Regions from separate parts of the Mus musculus genome. Here regions 1, 3 and 4 are each linked to region 2. The links are chromatin contacts, called in public HiChIP or PLAC-seq and promoter capture Hi-C maps. All regions are on one chromosome and are shown on one strand. The core of a region is the stretch at or near the end of the contact, and the rest is flanking DNA. Distances in the headings are between cores, read along the strand shown. Region 1 overlaps Spock1 (sparc/osteonectin, cwcv and kazal-like domains proteoglycan 1). Region 2 holds the start of Spock1 (sparc/osteonectin, cwcv and kazal-like domains proteoglycan 1). Region 3 overlaps Spock1 (sparc/osteonectin, cwcv and kazal-like domains proteoglycan 1). Region 4 overlaps Spock1 (sparc/osteonectin, cwcv and kazal-like domains proteoglycan 1).

Region 1 (3,958 bases), core at 573-3,072, 310 kb before region 2:
TATCAGGTGTCAGTTACGGCCCAACACAGATTTGAACCTTTGGTGTCAGGTACTAAGGATTTCTTGGTGAAACTCTCCAAGGTGTACTCTTAGCACATGCTTGGTAACAGAATACTGCAATCCTCTGGAAACAACTAAATCTAGTGTTCCGGCTACAAGTTGTGCCACCACACTGCAGGACTCTCGGTGAGCTGAACAGATGATGTAGCCATCAAGGACACAACAGGACCTGGGAAGGCCATGTCATCTCTCCAGCTCATCTTCCAGGAGAAGCTAGCGAAGAGTCAACTGGCATAGGCCAAACATCCAATTAATTCTCCAAAATGACTTCCACAAATCTTTCTTCAAGGTGGGGAAAAAAAGAACGAACTAATTTATAGAGAGATTTGTTGAGCTCTAGCACACCGAATTCAGAAGCCAGTTAATTAGAAGCTTCATGTGGGTTTTTTTTTTAATTAATTTTATTTTTTAAGCTCATTGCGTGGTCTCAATTAAGGTGGTGATATTTTAATTATCGTAATTGTTTCTGAACTTGTTTTTGAGTTCAATGAGTTTATTTTTTAATTAGCTACATTGATTTTGAAATCCAGGATCAAGCCGTTTCGCAGTCCTTGGGTATATTCAACTGGCTTAACTAACAAAGGATCAGGGTCAAACCGCCTATGATAGCAAAGCCCAAGGCTACTTCGTAGATACTGAGAAGAGATGGTGGTTTTATTCTGAAATTTGACACAAAAGATCCCCCTGTCACCTGGGCAAGCCCACATGCCTGTCTGTGTCTATTCAGTCCACATTAGCAGAGTTTTACTCCATGTGAAGCATCTATTGGCAGGCCAGAGGCCAGCATCTCCTCCTGGGAGCTCACAGCTGAACAGGATGGGGGAATCTGACCTTGCAGAGGGCTGGTGAGCTCCCTGGAGAGGCTGGCCCAGGTAGAAAAGTGGGTTCGAATGAGGCTGTGATGTAGCAGAGGAAAAGAGAGTCTTTCCAGGGACAGGAGGGGTCTGGGCCACTTAGGAACCCATGCCTCATCAGGCTTTGGGAAGGCTGGTAGGGGTAGCAAGTGCCTTACATCCAGCGAGTAGACACACTCCTCATGGGGGGCCTTGAAAACTGTGGGGGAGCCACAGCCTCCAAGTTCCAGAACAACTGTCGACATGGTAGGTAGGTCCTGGTGACCCAGAGATGCTCTTTCATTTCTGAGTCTACTGGAAGAGCTGGAAGAGGGAGTCTTCTGTGTGTGTGTGTGTGTGTGTGTGTGTGTGTGTGTGTGTGTGTGTGTGTGTGTTGGATTAGCACAGACAGACTTCACACAAGCAAGAGCCACCTCTCCATTAAGATAGAGGAGTGCTGAAGGCTCTCAGAAACACCCTTTCTGCCTTCACTAAACTAACTGCCTTACTCCCTCTGGTCATCAAGCTGCACAGGATTCTGGGAAGCAAAGGCTGAGTCCAGGAAGCCAACGACTTATCTAAAAGTTGGGTGCACTGTGGCCCCACTGTGCTGAGTCCCAGAAGCTCATGCACAGGCCACTCGACTTACAAAATACCTACCAACTAATGACGGTCCACCCTCCCCTTCTTGCCTTTAGGATTGGCCTCTGCCTGGGATGCCCATCTCATCTGAAGAGCAGGCATGCCCCGTGATTCATTAGGAGTGACTTCACAGATAACTGACAGAGAAATTACTCCAAACTGTGAAAACCTCCTCAAGCTAGGATCCTGGACATTTATTATAGCTTGTCTGTCCCCATGGTAACCCCCGTGCGCATCTCGCCTCCCCCTCTCCAAGGCGCCTGTTTACTAGCTGACGACAGAGCCTCTCGGAATACAAATTGCGCTCATTGGATCTTGCTGGAAGCTGGGAAGGACGGCAGCCTGGAAAGTCTCCTTCATTACTCTCGGCTTTCACATTCAAGGGCTTCCCAAGTTCTTTGAGGCTGAACAAAGAGACTTATCGGCCATGCGGCTAGGTAGCACACAGAGTTAATTTCAGAGACACAGAAGACTAACCCTGTGTGTCTGAGGACTGGAGAATGGCCATAGAGGATGGCACAGGACAGATAATGACACAGAGGCAGAGGACAAAGAGACACAGCTAATCAAAGATACTCCTGCTTCTTTCTTTTCCCCTAAAGCCAGAGCCTGAAGATTCGCAGTTCTCCGCACAAGAGTGAAGAGCACCCTCCTAGTTACTGAAGGTGTAGGCGGGCACAGGGACTGTTGCTGAAAACCGGTTGCACAGTTTAAGGCATTTATTACTCTTGACTTTATGACATGCATAAAATTAACAATAGAAGACACTTTAATTTAAAAGGGGGAAATTAATAGCTTATGATCCGACGCATCAAAAGTAGGCAAAAGGAAAACGCAATGGTCTCAATGGTTTATAATGGAAAAACTACAAACAATTGGAACGTTCATCGGCGTTAGTTGCCTGTACCGTGTGATGGCTAATCTTGGTTGCCGACTTGGCTCACCTGCAAAGAGGAAACCAAAATTAAAGAATTGCCTCCATCACGTGGGCCTGTGGGTATGCCTGCGAGGGTGTTTTCTTGATTGCTAGTTGACATAGGAGGATGCAGGCCTCCGTGCATGGTTCCATCCCAAGGCAGGCGGGCCTGGGCTGTATAAGAAAGGTAACTGACCATGAGCTGGGAAGAAGCAGAAAGCAGCGTTCCTCCTTGGTTTCTATTTCAGTCCCCACCTCCAGATTCCTGAAGTGTCCTTCCTTATCGGATGGACTGGGACTGTACAAAGAAATACACCCTTTCCACCCCAAGGTGCTTTCTGCCATGGTGTTTGTCATAGCAACAGAAACCAGGCCAGACCTGGCGGCTAGCACAGAACAGCACAGACTGTGTACAGCACACAGGGCAGCCAGTTTATCTTCTCACAGCTCTAGAGAATGGAACCCGGATGCATCTCAGCATGGTGGGAGTCTGGGAAACCCTCTCCCTAGCCTGCAGTTAACCAGCCTTTTACTCTGGCCCCATGTGGTCTTCTTTTGGCTGCATGCCCTTGGAGAGACACACAGTAGGTTCCCTAGTATGTTCTGATGAGGAGGGACACCAACTCTAGAGTTAGTGCCCCACCCTGTAACGTTTATAAAAGTTATAGACCTGGTTTAACCTTAATCGCTTCCTAGAGGCCTTGTCTCCAAATATGGCCAAGCTGTGTGTGGAGACTCCAACACGCTACTTTGGAAGAGATGAAGTAGCATTCAGTCCTCAACGTCATCTACAGGTAAATGACATAACTAAATACAAGCCATCTGTGTAATAGTAAGCAGTATGCTAAAGGTATAATATACATTTGTGTATACTAGCATAGGTAGATATTCATGATAAATTAGGTAAAAACATAATTTGAAAGTAAAGATTAACTGTTAGGGGCAAACTAGCTTTTTGGTACCAGAAAGCATTCATTGCCAAGCTAAGACTGGAAACCAGATTTGTTTTTTTCTAAAGAGGCAGCTTCTCCTTTCCATACGCTGCTTCTCCTGAAGCCTCACCTCCCACCCAAGCCTGAGCCTCCTCCTCAACCAGCTTCTCCTGGCTTCTCCAGCTTCTCCTGGCTGGTTGCTTTGTTGCTTTCTCAGGTGTAAATTCAGACGCCCACTGACTGCAGATTAACATGGCTGGTGCCTGCAGACACCAGCTCTAGGACTATTGTCAGAGGATCTAGTCCTTTCTGCTTCCTGGGGAATCTGCTCTGTAACACGGGGACAACAGAAGTGAGGGTTATGACCAAAGGCTGGAGCAGGTATCTTGTCCGTTCCTGAGAGGTTTTGCCGTTTACCTCCGAGATGAGAGAGTCAAGGACTACCCGTGATTGGCTGGAACTAATGGCGCGCACTAGCAAGAGAATGGGCCCTCGGCTCACACACAGAACAAGACATTATGAGCAACCACCACTCAGGTCAACATGGCCATTTTCACACCCTAATCATTACAAGG
Region 2 (4,108 bases), core at 120-2,619:
AGGAGGCCCCCAAGACCTCCCCTCATGCCTGACCTCATGGCTTCTTAATAAATGAGCTATACACATCACTAGAGATTTTTTTTTCCTGATGCACCCAAAAGATAGCCAGATCCTGCAGCTCCCAGGACCTTCCTTCCAGGGTTTGGTAAAGTCAGTCTGCCATCAGTAGCTCTCAGACACTTGGAGAGCCCCTCTCCCCAAGCTGCTTAAGGTTTGTGCCCTGTTTCTGTGAGGACAGCTGCATCGATCCTACAAGTGCACATACCTGGAATACAGGTAACACGCAAGAGCACCCAGCCTTCCAAGTTCTCTTTAAAGTTCCTCTCAGGCTAGACGGATGCACTGTGGACCTCCATGAGAGGTTTGAACCTACCACCCCCAACCCCTACACTGGTCTCTGAGCCCCCCCCCCCCATTTTCCACCCCCAGCCGAACTCACATCTCGGAAGCGGTTCCAGTACTTGTCACGGTCATACTGGGAGACAGTGCTCAGCCACTGGTCATTGTCTAGGAAATTGGCGTTGTTGAGGGCCGCGCCACCGGCCAGCGCGTCCAGGTGCCGGCTGTCCACTTGGAGGAAGCACCACGCCGCGGCGGCCGCCGCGAGCACCGCGATCGCTGGCATCTGGGGGCAGGGCACACGGGCGTGAGCCGGTGACAACAGGGCTACCTCAAGCCCCTCACTCCCACCGGGTGTCTGGGCGCCTAGGGGCGCGCACAAGCTGCAGCGCCTGGGCTCACCGCGGGGACAGGGTGGTCCCTCTCACACCTGGGACGGAGGTTGCACCTGGAGAGCCCTTATGCATGGAAACAGCTACAAACGCAGAGCCTAGGTCACCGACTCGGGGCCGCCGTCAAACTACTGAAGACCCTCTCACCGGCTCTCCGTTGTGGGGCTCCAGTACATCTCCCCCAAAACCCGGATGCTCAATGTGCCAGCCGCACTCCCACAGACGGGCCCCACAGCTCTGGTGTAGGGATAGGGATAACGGCGCTCTGAGCATCATCCCAGGCTCTGGCAGACGGGGGCTTTGGGGTGCCCTCAAGCCGGGCTTCCCGTTCCCAGCTAAGGCAAAGGTCTCTCTGCTCCCGGCCCGCGGCTTCTGCGCAACAGGGACACGCAGAAATGCCCCCAGGCCCTGACCCTGCCAGCCCGGGAGATGGCCTCAGGAAGGTCCCAACTACGCCAAATATGCCAAGTTGGGGCTCAGTGTTCTGCGGACACGTACCTTGGGAGCCCGCCCGAGTCCCGGCGCCCGAGTTGCTGGGGTTCCTGTACCGCGGTGGCTGGGAAGGCTGATGCCCGGCTCGTTCCCTTGCGCACCTGCCGCCGCCGCGCGTCCGGCCGCTTTGTGAGCCCGCAGCGCTCTGGCTCGTCTCGGGCGCGGCGTCCGCGGGCGGAGAAGCCTGAGCTCCTAGCCGAGGCCTCTGGCGCCCCCTGGCGGCTACTTGGCGCTCAGCGGTCCCATCCGGGAGCGTGATTCATTCGCAGCTCTACAGGGCTGACACAGATTTCAAGCTCAGGGAAATGATGTTAGAAGGCCAAGAAGTCGCCAGTGTTGAGGGACTCTCAACGAGTAAGTGCTTGGGACACCCGTCTCAGAATCTCTACGGTGGAGAGAGGAGACTCTCTCCAAGAGTCGGCCCTTTAAATGAGTCCCTGTTGCGTCTTGTGCACAGACAATATTTAGGTGAACTTCTCTACTCCCTGGTTCAAGCCATACACCCAGCATCTCTAAGTCTGATCTCCAACCAGAGCCACCCCTAAGAGTCCTGTGGAACCGACCTCCAGCTTCAAGCACGGACAGAAGGAGAAAGCTGGCCTTGACCCAGCCCTCTCTTCTCTTTCCAAATACTCAGCGTGTTTGGTTTAATAGGGGTGGGAGCGACTTAACAGGTGCATCGCTGCCTACTTCTTGGCACAGCTATAGCCTATAGCCCTGAACACACACACACACACACACACACCAAACTCAAAACCCTTCAGGACACTTCCCTGAGAAACACCCAAACCCTAGTCCCCTGCACACCTGGTCCTTGCCCTCTTACCCTTCTGCCTCTGTTTGCCCCCACCCACCCACCCACCCCTGCCTTCTTGTCCCCACTTTCTACACAGGCTAGCCTTGGGGTCAGACCCCAGTGGCAAGGGCTCCTCCAGGCCTGGGATCACTTTGCCCCTGGGCAGACTTGAGCTACCAGAATATCTGAATGCATTCTGCAGCTGCCTCATCTCCATTTGTTCCGAGATTTGTGGTCCCTGTGATTCAGGCCAGGACCTCGGTGACACTGCCCTGAGAACTCAGTGTTTCTCCAGCTGCAAGCTCACTGCGCTTAAGGTCACTTATGGCAAGCGTGACCTTCCCGTGGGCTGGAACTCTCTGACAGTGCGATCTGCCTTGCTCTCAGCAGCTGCACCAGTCATGACACACCACCAACAGTCAGTATCAGAGGGATCCTGAGCCCTGCTTTTCAATATGCCACCACGATGATGTGGCCGGTTGTGAGTCGTGCTGTAATAATTGGGCAGATGGCATGGTTTAAGCATGTGAATTGCAGTTCTTGTGCATTCTGGGAGGCCTTAGTACAGGAGAAGTGGAGTCTTTTTTTTTCATGTTGGGGAAACACCTCACCCAGAGAGTATCTTATCACGGGGATGAACACAGTGAGTATCTGATGTCATAGCTGGAGAGAGAGAGGCTTGGGATAGTGAGAGGAATGCATCTCATTTCAAGAGAAACTTATGTGCCAAGTTGGGGCTCAGTGTTCTGCGGACACGTACCTTAGGAGCCCGCCCAAGTCCCAGGACCGCAGTACCGTGGCTGGGAAGGCAGCTGCCCGGCTTGTTCCCCTGCGCACCTGCCGCCGCAGCCGCCGCCTTTGTCCCGCGCTCTAGCTCACATACGGGCCTGTGCAAGCATTACCTCTCATTCCCCAGCCATGTTTTGTCAGCACCCCTGTTCTGAAGAGTCACACCCGATGTCATTTTTGCCTCCTCATAACCAGTTCTTTCATCAAGCCATCTTAATCTACCTTTGAGTTAAGTGATTGGCCACACCAGCCGCCTGCCCTGCTCAAGCCTGGGCTCTTTCTATGAACTCCTGCAGCATGGCCATTCCTGGCTCTTCAGTCGTCACGGATCATCTTTTCCAGTCGTCACGGATCTTTTTTTGTTTTGTTTTGTTTTGTTTTGTTTTGTTTTGTTTTGTTTTTCGAGACAGGATTTCTCTGTATAGCTCTGGCTGTCCTGGAACTCACTCTGTAGACCAGGCTGGCCTCGAACTCAGAAATCCGCCTGCCTCTGCCTCTGCCTCTGCCTCTGCCTCTGCCTCTGCCTCTGCCTCTGCCTCTGCCTCTGCCTCTGCCTCTGCCTCTGCCTCTGCCTCTGCCTCTGCCTCTGCCTCTGCCTCTGCCTCTGCCTCTGCCTCTGCCTCTGCCTCTGCCTCTGCCTCTGCCTCTGCCTCTGCCTCTGCCTCTGCCTCTGCCTCTGCCTCTGCCTCTGCCTCTGCCTCTGCCTCTGCCTCTGCCTCTGCCTCTGCCTCTGCCTCTGCCTCTGCCTCTGCCTCTGCCTCTGCCTCTGCCTCTGCCTCTGCCTCTGCCTCTGCCTCTGCCTCTGCCTCTGCCTCTGCCTCTGCCTCTGCCTCTGCCTCTGCCTCTGCCTCTGCCTCTGCCTCTGCCTCTGCCTCTGCCTCTGCCTCTGCCTCTGCCTCTGCCTCTGCCTCTGCCTCTGCCTCTGCCTCTGCCTCTGCCTCTGCCTCTGCCTCTGCCTCTGCCTCTGCCTCTGCCTCTGCCTCTGCCTCTGCCTCTGCCTCTGCCTCTGCCTCTGCCTCTGCCTCTGCCTCTGCCTCTGCCTCCCGAGTGCTGGGATTGAAGGCGTGCGTGTGCCACCACTCCCGGCGTCACGGATCATCTTCCTGTACCGGAGCCTCAGCCACACCTTACTATTCCACCTTAGCATCCTTCCCCTAGGCATCTGCAATCCCTTGTGGCCCCTGCTGAGAGTCTGTAAGTCAACCCCCCACCCCTGCCCACAACGGTTTAGAAGCTTCCCACTCTATTCCCAGCTTCATACTCAGCATTTTCAGGGTGCCCACGGGGGCATACGCTTTTC
Region 3 (4,052 bases), core at 522-3,021, 290 kb before region 2:
GGAGATTTCTCCCAGAGAAAATCCACCATGTGGGGTTAAGGATGACATTTGTTTTCTTTGAAATCTGGGCAATTTTGGCTAGAGGGCAAATATGACCATCTCTTGGTCCAGGTCCGCCGGGGGCATTCCACACTATCAAAGACATCTTCAAAGAGGTCTGGGTGGAAGACCAGAGGCACCTTCCCTGGAAACAGCTCCTGGACACAGCTGAGTTAAGGACTCAGTGTGGGCAGAAAAGGGGAAGAGGTGGTAAGAAGATTGGGGAGGATGGAACAGCCAGGAAGCCTGATAGTCCAGAGAGACTTGGGGAGAAAGCAGGCAAGGAAGGGTTAGGTGATCTGGGGCTCAAGAACAGAGAGGGAAAATCTCAGGGCTGTGGGGAGGGGACAGGCATTATATAACAAAGCTTATTTGAAATCAACACATTGAAAATACCCCCTCCTCCCCTCATCCCGGGTTGAAATGGAGACACATTAAATCAACAGACTTCGAACAGAAATGTCAATTGACTCTGAGCTGAGAGGAAGAGTGGGCCCCAGCACTGACTGGCAATTCTTTTGAAGAACAGTCCTAAACTGGTCCCACCAACACAGGACAACCGTGGTTTTCTAATAGGCTTGGGCTATGGAGGCAGTTCAATATCAGCCTGGATACCTTAAATGAGATCTTGTCTCATAATACAAAGTAAAAAGAAGGCCATAGATGTGGGCTAGTGTGCACAAGACCCTGGGAACAATCTGTGGTTCCTTCAAAATAGAGAAGAGAGACAGACAGACAGACAGACACACACACACACACACACAGAGAGAGAGAGAGAGAGAGAGAGAGAGAGATTGAATAACATTGTTGTAGTGTCCTGTAGCAAGAGAGACCAACAGATGGAGACATCTCTGACATATTGTCCATCTGGAAATCCCACCCAAAGCCAGGCAGGGAGCAGAGATGGGGGTCAGTCTCCCAGGAGTGCCCTGAGCCACCTTTCTCTCTGCTCTCCTCACTGTGAAGGCTTATTGGCTTCAAGGGGCCTCTACCACTCACAGCTGCTTCACTGCAAAGATGCCCGGTGCTTGGCTGGCCACCACTCCCCACCTACTAGGATGTGACTGGCAGGGTATAAAACCTGCCCAACAATTGACTCTCTGCTTATGGCAGTATTGGGACCCTACCATACCACTTCTACACACCCTTGGGATGAAAGGGGAAAGGGCCTCACTTTGTTTAGAGTGAGTGCCTCTGCTCTACCTCTGCCTCATCTCCTCCTCACCCCTGCCTCACCTCTGCCCTGGCTGACATGTTTTCTTGATTCTGGTTTTCTTCCCGTGTGAAACACATCTGAGGGAATGGTAGTCTTGTCTCTGAGCCTAATGGGGCCGTGCCGAGTATGACTTTAGCCAGCTTCTGACCAGTATCTCCAGGAACCTAGCACAGTGCCTGGCTCAAAAGAGCAGTTCCACAGAAAAGCATGACGTGACGAGTTGAGTCGGAAAGTGAATAGGGACTTCTGCTTTCAGGCTGGTTAGGAAGAGACTGTCTGGGGTGTGTGTGTGTGTGTGTGTGTGTTGAGGGGTGTTTCTAAGGCCGTTTGAGCTCTTTAAGCTCCAGCATTATTTTCTTCCTATATTAAAAATAGATTTTTATTATAAAAATGGGACCATGCGAAAAGGCAGAATCCAGCCCCAGTTTTCTCAGATATAGATCCACAGTGTGCTTTGAAGAAAGGAAGAGATCCGATGCCAGCCACGCGCAGCATAAAAACAAAGCACGTGGCTGCTCTGCTCCTCTTCCCCCATTTGATCTAAAAATAAAGGCGCCATTCTGAGTTCCTTGGAGAGCGAGCGCCTGATTCATTCTCCAATTTCGTTGCAGAGAAGGCAGACTTTGCTCCCCCTTGGAAGATCTGAAGTGCCGATTAGTTGATTAGTTAACTTACTCAGACACCTCCACAGGGTGGCTTCCAGGCTTACAGGGAGGCCCTGACCATCCTCCACTTTATCAGAGAATCTTGGAGTCCTGGGTCCCATCACCTTCTCATGACATCCACTTCTCCAACCACTCGGAAAAAACCCCATGTAGAGCAGCCTAAACCGTACAGAGGAGCAGGCAGACAGCCTTGTTCCAACCCTGCCTCACAGAATCTGACTGAAGTTTGTTCCCAAGATCCAGTAGCAAGAATTTAAAGTGGACTTCAATTTAATAGCTTGCCACCTCTGAACTTTGGGCAGGCCCTGACTTTGCCAAAGAGGGGAGATTATTAGGACCTCCACCAACTTCACAGGGCTTTTGTGAGTGCCAAACAGAGGCAGGGCCATCTCACCCTTGTCCTGCATGCTCCTTACAGACTAAGCCCTACTCTGTCCTACCTGTCACTGGTTGATACTTTTTGTGCCATCACAAGTCTGAAGCAAGAAAGTATCACATGGCCATGCCTTTGGTGCTCAGAAGGATGCTACAAAGTAACTCCTTTTGTTTTCAAAAGGATGCTACAAAGTAACTGTTAATATTGCTATTGTGTAGTGACTGAACGAACTGGGAAATACTGTCAAGTGCCTGAGCAAGACACTTGGGCATGACAGAGGTGAGAGTTCAGCTCCACAGCCAGCCCCTTACTCATTTCTGAACCCTCCCACAAGCTTTGTCTGACTGGGCCCATTGGGCAAACAGCACATGCTAATGCCTGCCAGGCTGAATGCAGTATACGCATACAGCAAAAAGAAAGATGTGTGCTTAAAATGAAACGATTGGTTAATAGTAGCCCTTTCAATGGTAATGTTTGTGCCTGTCCTCAGTCACTTTAAATAAGACAATGAGTGGGTAAATATGAGATGGAAATCTTTACCCTTTAAAATAATAGGCACATTACCTCAATAGCTCAATTCTCTCTCCCTCTGTGGCTATGAGGTTATTAGCATCATCATATAAGGAGGAATGCCCAACTCAAAGGCATCTCCAAATTTAAAACTTGAGTTATATTTCCCAATAAGCCTGCTACCAAGACTCCCAGAACTTTCAGTCACACCCCTGAGGATGTCACACCTCCAGCACAATGTCCCTTTGCCATAGATGCTCACATTCTTGTTTTAAAACCAAGAAAGTCATCAGTTCCAGAATATTCAGGTCAGAGCTGAGAGGGGCTTCCTTCCCTCTCCTGAGCTATCTTCTTCCCCCACTATCTGATGAACACAGTCTCAAAATAGAAACCTCTGGTGTTCGGGTTCCAGGATGATGGAAAATGCAGATGAGCCAGCAATGAACTGTTCCTTTCTCAGCCTTCACATTGCAAAGCAAGTGATCAGGTGGACAGTCCCACAAGTTTACCTAGAAATTGAATCTAACCTCATGCACCTCCTGCACATGCGGCCTGAGGCTAGGCACAGATGAGGGATGAGAGGTAGTGATGATAAAACACACGCGTGTACACACACACACACACACACACACACACACACACACACACACACAAGTTCTGTGTTCTATGTTAGCATATCCACCACACACATGACACCAGTAAGATCCAAACAGAATGGGAACTCTAGGATGCCAACTGACAGAAGCAACATCTCAGTAAAGTTGAGGGTTATGTTGGGGTCACCCACACCACTGAACACATAGAGGAAAGTCTACATCAGGTTGAAGTAAAGCATTCTGGGAAGAAGTGGCAGCATGAGTGTATCTATGGAAAAAGGAAATAGAGATATGTGTGCTACAGGCTATAAATCTGTGGGGACTTGTATCTTAGTCACTGTTCTATAGTTGTGAAGAGACACTGTGACCATGGTAACTCTTATAAAGGAAAACATCTAATTGTGAGCTGGCTTACAATTCAGAGGTTTGTTCTATTGTCATCATGGCAGGAAGGCTGGCGGCACATAGGCAGACATTGTGCTGGAGAAGGAGCTGAGAGTTCTACATGTGGATCAGCAGGCAGCAGGAAGAGAGAGACACTAGGCTTGGCTTGAGCTTCTGATTCCTCAAAACCCACTCCCAATGACACACCTCCAAGAAGGCCACACCTCCTAATAGTGCCATTCCTCACGAACCTGTGGGACCACTTT
Region 4 (3,696 bases), core at 9-2,508, 460 kb before region 2:
AAACAATCCGGATTTAATTTAAACTTTAGTGCCTCAGAAGGTAATTAAAGAGTTGGGCCAGACTCAAGCTCTTTCTGGGAGCAAGCCGAGAGAGGCCTCTCTGCCATGGAGACCCAGCACCGTGGTCCTTTCCCACTAATCCCCCTCAGCCCTCCTAGGTGCTGTTGTGAATAATTACTTCATCAGAGCGGCTCTGGATCAATGGGCTTAGAGTGTTTGTAATTAGCAGCTTCTGCAGAAGGTCCAGCTGAGCCTACTTTTCTGGTGAAGATTAGGCACTGGAATAAGATCCCAGAGCCAGGGTCTGAGCAGAGGCAGGGTTCCTTCTTAATGTGTCTCCCCTCCCCTCCACCCTGGGCTGGCTTCTCCTTGGTACCACTGCCATCTCATCAGGACGCTGGTTCCCCGAGGGGCTTTAGACTCCGCCTCTTCCAGTTGTTGCACATCTGGCAGTCGTAGGAGTCATGATGCTGCAAGCCAGGGAGCTTCAAAGACGAAAGCATGGTATTCCCACAGTTCCCTTAGGGTCCTGGCTCTCATGAACTGATGTGCAAACAAAAGTAAAGGACTGGATCTGCTTATTGCGTTTGTTTGTTTGTTTGTTTGTTTGTTTTGCAGGAATAACCAAAGCCATTCTGCCTTCCAGGGCTACCGGGAAGGCAGGAGAAAGGAAGTGGTTCTGGAAACACCCGGAACCAAGTGAGCGTGGCTTTCAGATGGGCTGTGTGCATGGGTCTCCTACTCTTCAGTCTCTTCACCAGTGCAATCGAGGCACACACAGAACCAGCTAGCAGAACTCTGGGAAGAATTAAAAGGCAGAGTAAACTTCAGGCCTCTGTACCACACCTGACACCTAGTCCGCCACAGCCAGCAGTATCCCCTGCTTTTTTGTGTGTCTGTGGACACAGCGTGACACTGTGACTGACCAAACAGGAAAAACTGTAAAGGCCACAAAGGCCGGAGCCGACGACACATGCTACTCACACACGAGTCATCCCACAATGCTAGCCAGTGAGACTCCATTCTCTGCTGCTGTTCAGAGATGTTCCAGTCCCTCCCAGAGCCTACAGATAGTGCATGGAGACACCGAGGCTCACACTCGGGTCTCCACACTAACCGTTCATCTGCTTCTGAGGCCCAGCCCACGCCCCAAACGCTGCCTGCACAGCCCCTCTGGCGCGTGATAATGGCTGTGTGCATGAGCAGCAGGCTTGGGACTATGATCCCTTTAGCCTTCTGAACACCAGCCCCAGGAGACCATTCGTTCTCAACCATCTGGCAACCCTTCAGGAGCCTCTGCTTGCTTCTCTGTCAATGGGACAGTGCTAGTGTGGGTATTTTTTTTTTTTTTTTTTTGGTTTTGGTTTTTCTGAGACAGGGTTTCTCTGTGTGGCCCTGGTTGTCCTGGAACTCACTCTGTAGACCAGGCTGGCCTCGAACTCAGAAATCTGCCTGCCTCTGCCTCCCAAGTGCTGGGATTAAAGGCATGCGTCAACACCATGGATCTTAATCTCAGCTGAAGACATGATACAGACCGCTGAGGGAATGAAGCTCTCGAAACCAACAGTATGCTGCTACCATCAACTTCTGAGCTGGGGAATTTTGGGAGCTAATAGTACCCACCCCGGAGAGGCTAAGATGGACACTCTGAGGTACATGTTATAGAAAAGGCAGCTCCATGAAGACCTCTCTAAAGCACACACAGTAAACTGCACTCATAACTGAACTCAAGTGACAGACCAGGCTGCACTTAAGTTAAACCGTGCTACACATGATTCTAGTTTTTACTTTCCAGTGCCTAAAACATCAATCTATATGCATGTTCTCTCACCCTTAGAGAAGGTATTGTTTTATGCAAAATAAAAATAAAAATAAATAAAAAAAAACCCACAGGAGCAAGGAAAGAATTAGGGCTCTGTTATCCAGGGGCTTGCTAATAAAATCGTTTTCAAAAAGCAGTCTTTGGAAGAGCTTAAAATACTGATATTACACCTGGAAGAGGATGAGCTAAACAGTCAATGGTACAACTCACAAGCAGAGGTGGATACATTTCCTATTAAAGCCTTTAAGACTATCTTCGGTAACCTGATTTGAGGAGGCTCCGTGTTCCCTTGATTCTAATGATAATCCCTCATCTGGAAAGAGGAATATGTTTAGAGTTTGCCCAACATTTGTAAATTCACATTAGCAGAGTGACACTTGGTTTTCCCTTGAATTATCTAGCAGGGAGGTTAGCTAGATGAAATAAGCTTTGAAAACTCTAAATAAAATCCACTGCTTTTTTTACACTCTGAGGCAAAAACATATCACTGAATATGCAGAATATTGGCTATAAAGGCCAGCTCTGGATTTAATTGTGTTTCTAGCCAGTGGGTCAGCATTTGCCTGGAGAGGTGACCTGGCATAGACAGGCAGTGACCACAGAAAACAGTTCAGTTGTAATGAAGGATGCATGGACATCCAGAGGTGTCCAGCAACTCCACAGGCTACACACTCGGCTGAAGAAAAGGCATCTGTTGTCCCTTTGAAAACAATGAGGTGCTCTTTGTCCGGCTGTAAAGAGGTTCAGCCTGGATCACTGAGGGTGCTGGAGTATACGCACTCTACTGCACGCTACATAAGCATGTGTCCACTCTACAGAGCAACCTATGATAGAAATAGATTTGTTCTAAGACAAATGTAAACGCGTAAGTAGCTTTAGAGACAGGACTCTGTTTTGTGGGATCATTTATAAAGAAGCTCCACTTCTAAGAACCGGTTGAATCTGCTCTGATTCAACATCCACATCTCAGTATTACAAAGTGTAGTTTTATATTCTATGTTTTCAATGCCTAAAGCAATAGCATCACAGACGTGTCTATCCTTCAGCAAGAGATAACACTACTTTGCTAGTTGATACAGCAAGGAGCTAATGGCAGACTTTGATCTGAGATGGGTAAGGAGTCCAGGAGATTCCTGGAACCTATGCATGGCCTCCTTGGGATGGGGACACTACATATTGTCATATACACCTTCCGTGGGGACAGAAGAAATGAGGCAAATGTAGAGTCCATCTAACCCCCAGCACCTGTACACACATAGTTTAAAGAAGATGGTTGGTAGGAGGTAAAACAACAGTCTCTGGTGACAAAGGGTCAGTGGTAGCATCTGAGTTGAGGGTAAGGGGTGGGAGTGGACTGAACATCCAGAGAAGGGTCACTGAAATGCCAGGACCTGCCACCTTCACTTCCGTCTGCCTGGTGAACAAATCACAGAGTCATCAGGATACAGAAGGCAGGATCCGAGGAGGAACTGCCCGAGACTGAAGGCAAGCCAAGCAGAGTGGCTGACTCATCAATTCTCTTCCCTTCAGGACAGCAGCTCTCACAGTCTATCCCCCCTCCCCAGGTGTGATGGTGGTCAGTGTCTCGACATCCAAGTCCCCACAGAGCTCCTCTAGACCGTAATGGACACAGGGTTGCAGCATTAGACATCATTGCTTCTACCTGATGATCACATTGTCTATCCAGAGAGCTGGTATCTAAGTGGGAAACACTGCAACTTCTAGCCTCCTCTTTATAGATAATAAATGTGGTATACAGGAAAAGATAGCATAGAGGGAGGGAAGGAGGGAGGGAGAGAGGGAGGGAGGGAGGAAAGAACGGAGAGAGGGAGGAAAGAAGGGAGAGAGAGGGAAGAAAAGAGAGAAAGAGAGGA

What was found. Promoter capture Hi-C pulls out the DNA fragments that hold promoters and counts their contacts. HiChIP or PLAC-seq counts read pairs in DNA pulled down with a chosen protein or histone mark.
Region 1: a contact with region 2 is called in an H3K4me3 HiChIP or PLAC-seq map of embryonic forebrain, with 5 times the contacts expected there. The contact joins the enhancer-like site here to the promoter of Spock1 in region 2. A contact is called at or near these places in 7 of 39 promoter capture datasets (cranial neural crest, embryonic stem cells, frontonasal cranial neural crest and 3 more), 5 of 484 Hi-C or Micro-C datasets (cerebral cortex, cortical neurons, embryonic stem cells and 2 more), 7 of 115 datasets of contacts at active chromatin or transcription factors (embryonic basal ganglia, embryonic forebrain, embryonic hindbrain and 4 more) and 2 of 9 other capture datasets (embryonic stem cells and pancreatic islet).
Region 3: a contact with region 2 is called in a promoter capture Hi-C map of hippocampal neurons, with 5 times the contacts expected there. The contact joins the enhancer-like site here to the promoter of Spock1 in region 2. A contact is called at or near these places in 4 of 39 promoter capture datasets (embryonic stem cells, hippocampal neurons and second pharyngeal arch cranial neural crest), 4 of 484 Hi-C or Micro-C datasets (cerebral cortex, embryonic stem cells, forebrain and 1 more), 6 of 115 datasets of contacts at active chromatin or transcription factors (embryonic basal ganglia, embryonic forebrain, embryonic hindbrain and 3 more) and 2 of 9 other capture datasets (embryonic stem cells and pancreatic islet).
Region 4: a contact with region 2 is called in an H3K4me3 HiChIP or PLAC-seq map of forebrain, with 7 times the contacts expected there. The contact joins the enhancer-like site here to the promoter of Spock1 in region 2. A contact is called at or near these places in 10 of 39 promoter capture datasets (cranial neural crest, embryonic stem cells, frontonasal cranial neural crest and 4 more), 1 of 484 Hi-C or Micro-C datasets (embryonic stem cells) and 8 of 115 datasets of contacts at active chromatin or transcription factors (craniofacial prominence, embryonic basal ganglia, embryonic forebrain and 5 more).

What each region holds. Positions count from the first base shown.
Region 1 is chr13:57,593,694-57,597,651 of GRCm38.p6, forward strand. All of the region lies in intron 4 of Spock1 (sparc/osteonectin, cwcv and kazal-like domains proteoglycan 1), which reads right to left. Among named protein-coding and RNA genes, the nearest start is that of Gm33240, 150 kb to the left of the region's middle. Within about 2 kb of position 1,823, at least 57 of the 459 cell types and tissues checked have an H3K27ac peak or open chromatin away from gene starts, as enhancers often do. A contact at or near this core is called in cerebral cortex, cortical neurons, embryonic basal ganglia and 2 more, where this site is marked.
Region 2 is chr13:57,906,963-57,911,070 of GRCm38.p6, forward strand. It overlaps Spock1 (sparc/osteonectin, cwcv and kazal-like domains proteoglycan 1), which reads right to left and starts at 1,370. Exons shown (of 12, transcript NM_009262.3): 1 at 1,230-1,370; 2 at 440-625. The coding sequence starts at 625.
Region 3 is chr13:57,617,765-57,621,816 of GRCm38.p6, forward strand. The region is part of intron 4 of Spock1 (sparc/osteonectin, cwcv and kazal-like domains proteoglycan 1); the gene reads right to left. Among named protein-coding and RNA genes, the nearest start is that of Gm33240, 180 kb to the left of the region's middle. Within about 2 kb of position 1,772, at least 21 of the 459 cell types and tissues checked have an H3K27ac peak or open chromatin away from gene starts, as enhancers often do. A contact at or near this core is called in cerebral cortex and hippocampal neurons, where this site is marked.
Region 4 is chr13:57,450,358-57,454,053 of GRCm38.p6, forward strand. All of the region lies in intron 7 of Spock1 (sparc/osteonectin, cwcv and kazal-like domains proteoglycan 1), which reads right to left. It overlaps Gm33240 (a long non-coding RNA gene), which reads left to right. Exons shown (of 3, transcript XR_873505.2): 3 at 1-581. Among named protein-coding and RNA genes, the nearest start is that of Gm33240, 7.8 kb to the left of the region's middle. Within about 2 kb of position 1,259, at least 28 of the 459 cell types and tissues checked have an H3K27ac peak or open chromatin away from gene starts, as enhancers often do. A contact at or near this core is called in forebrain and hippocampal neurons, where this site is marked.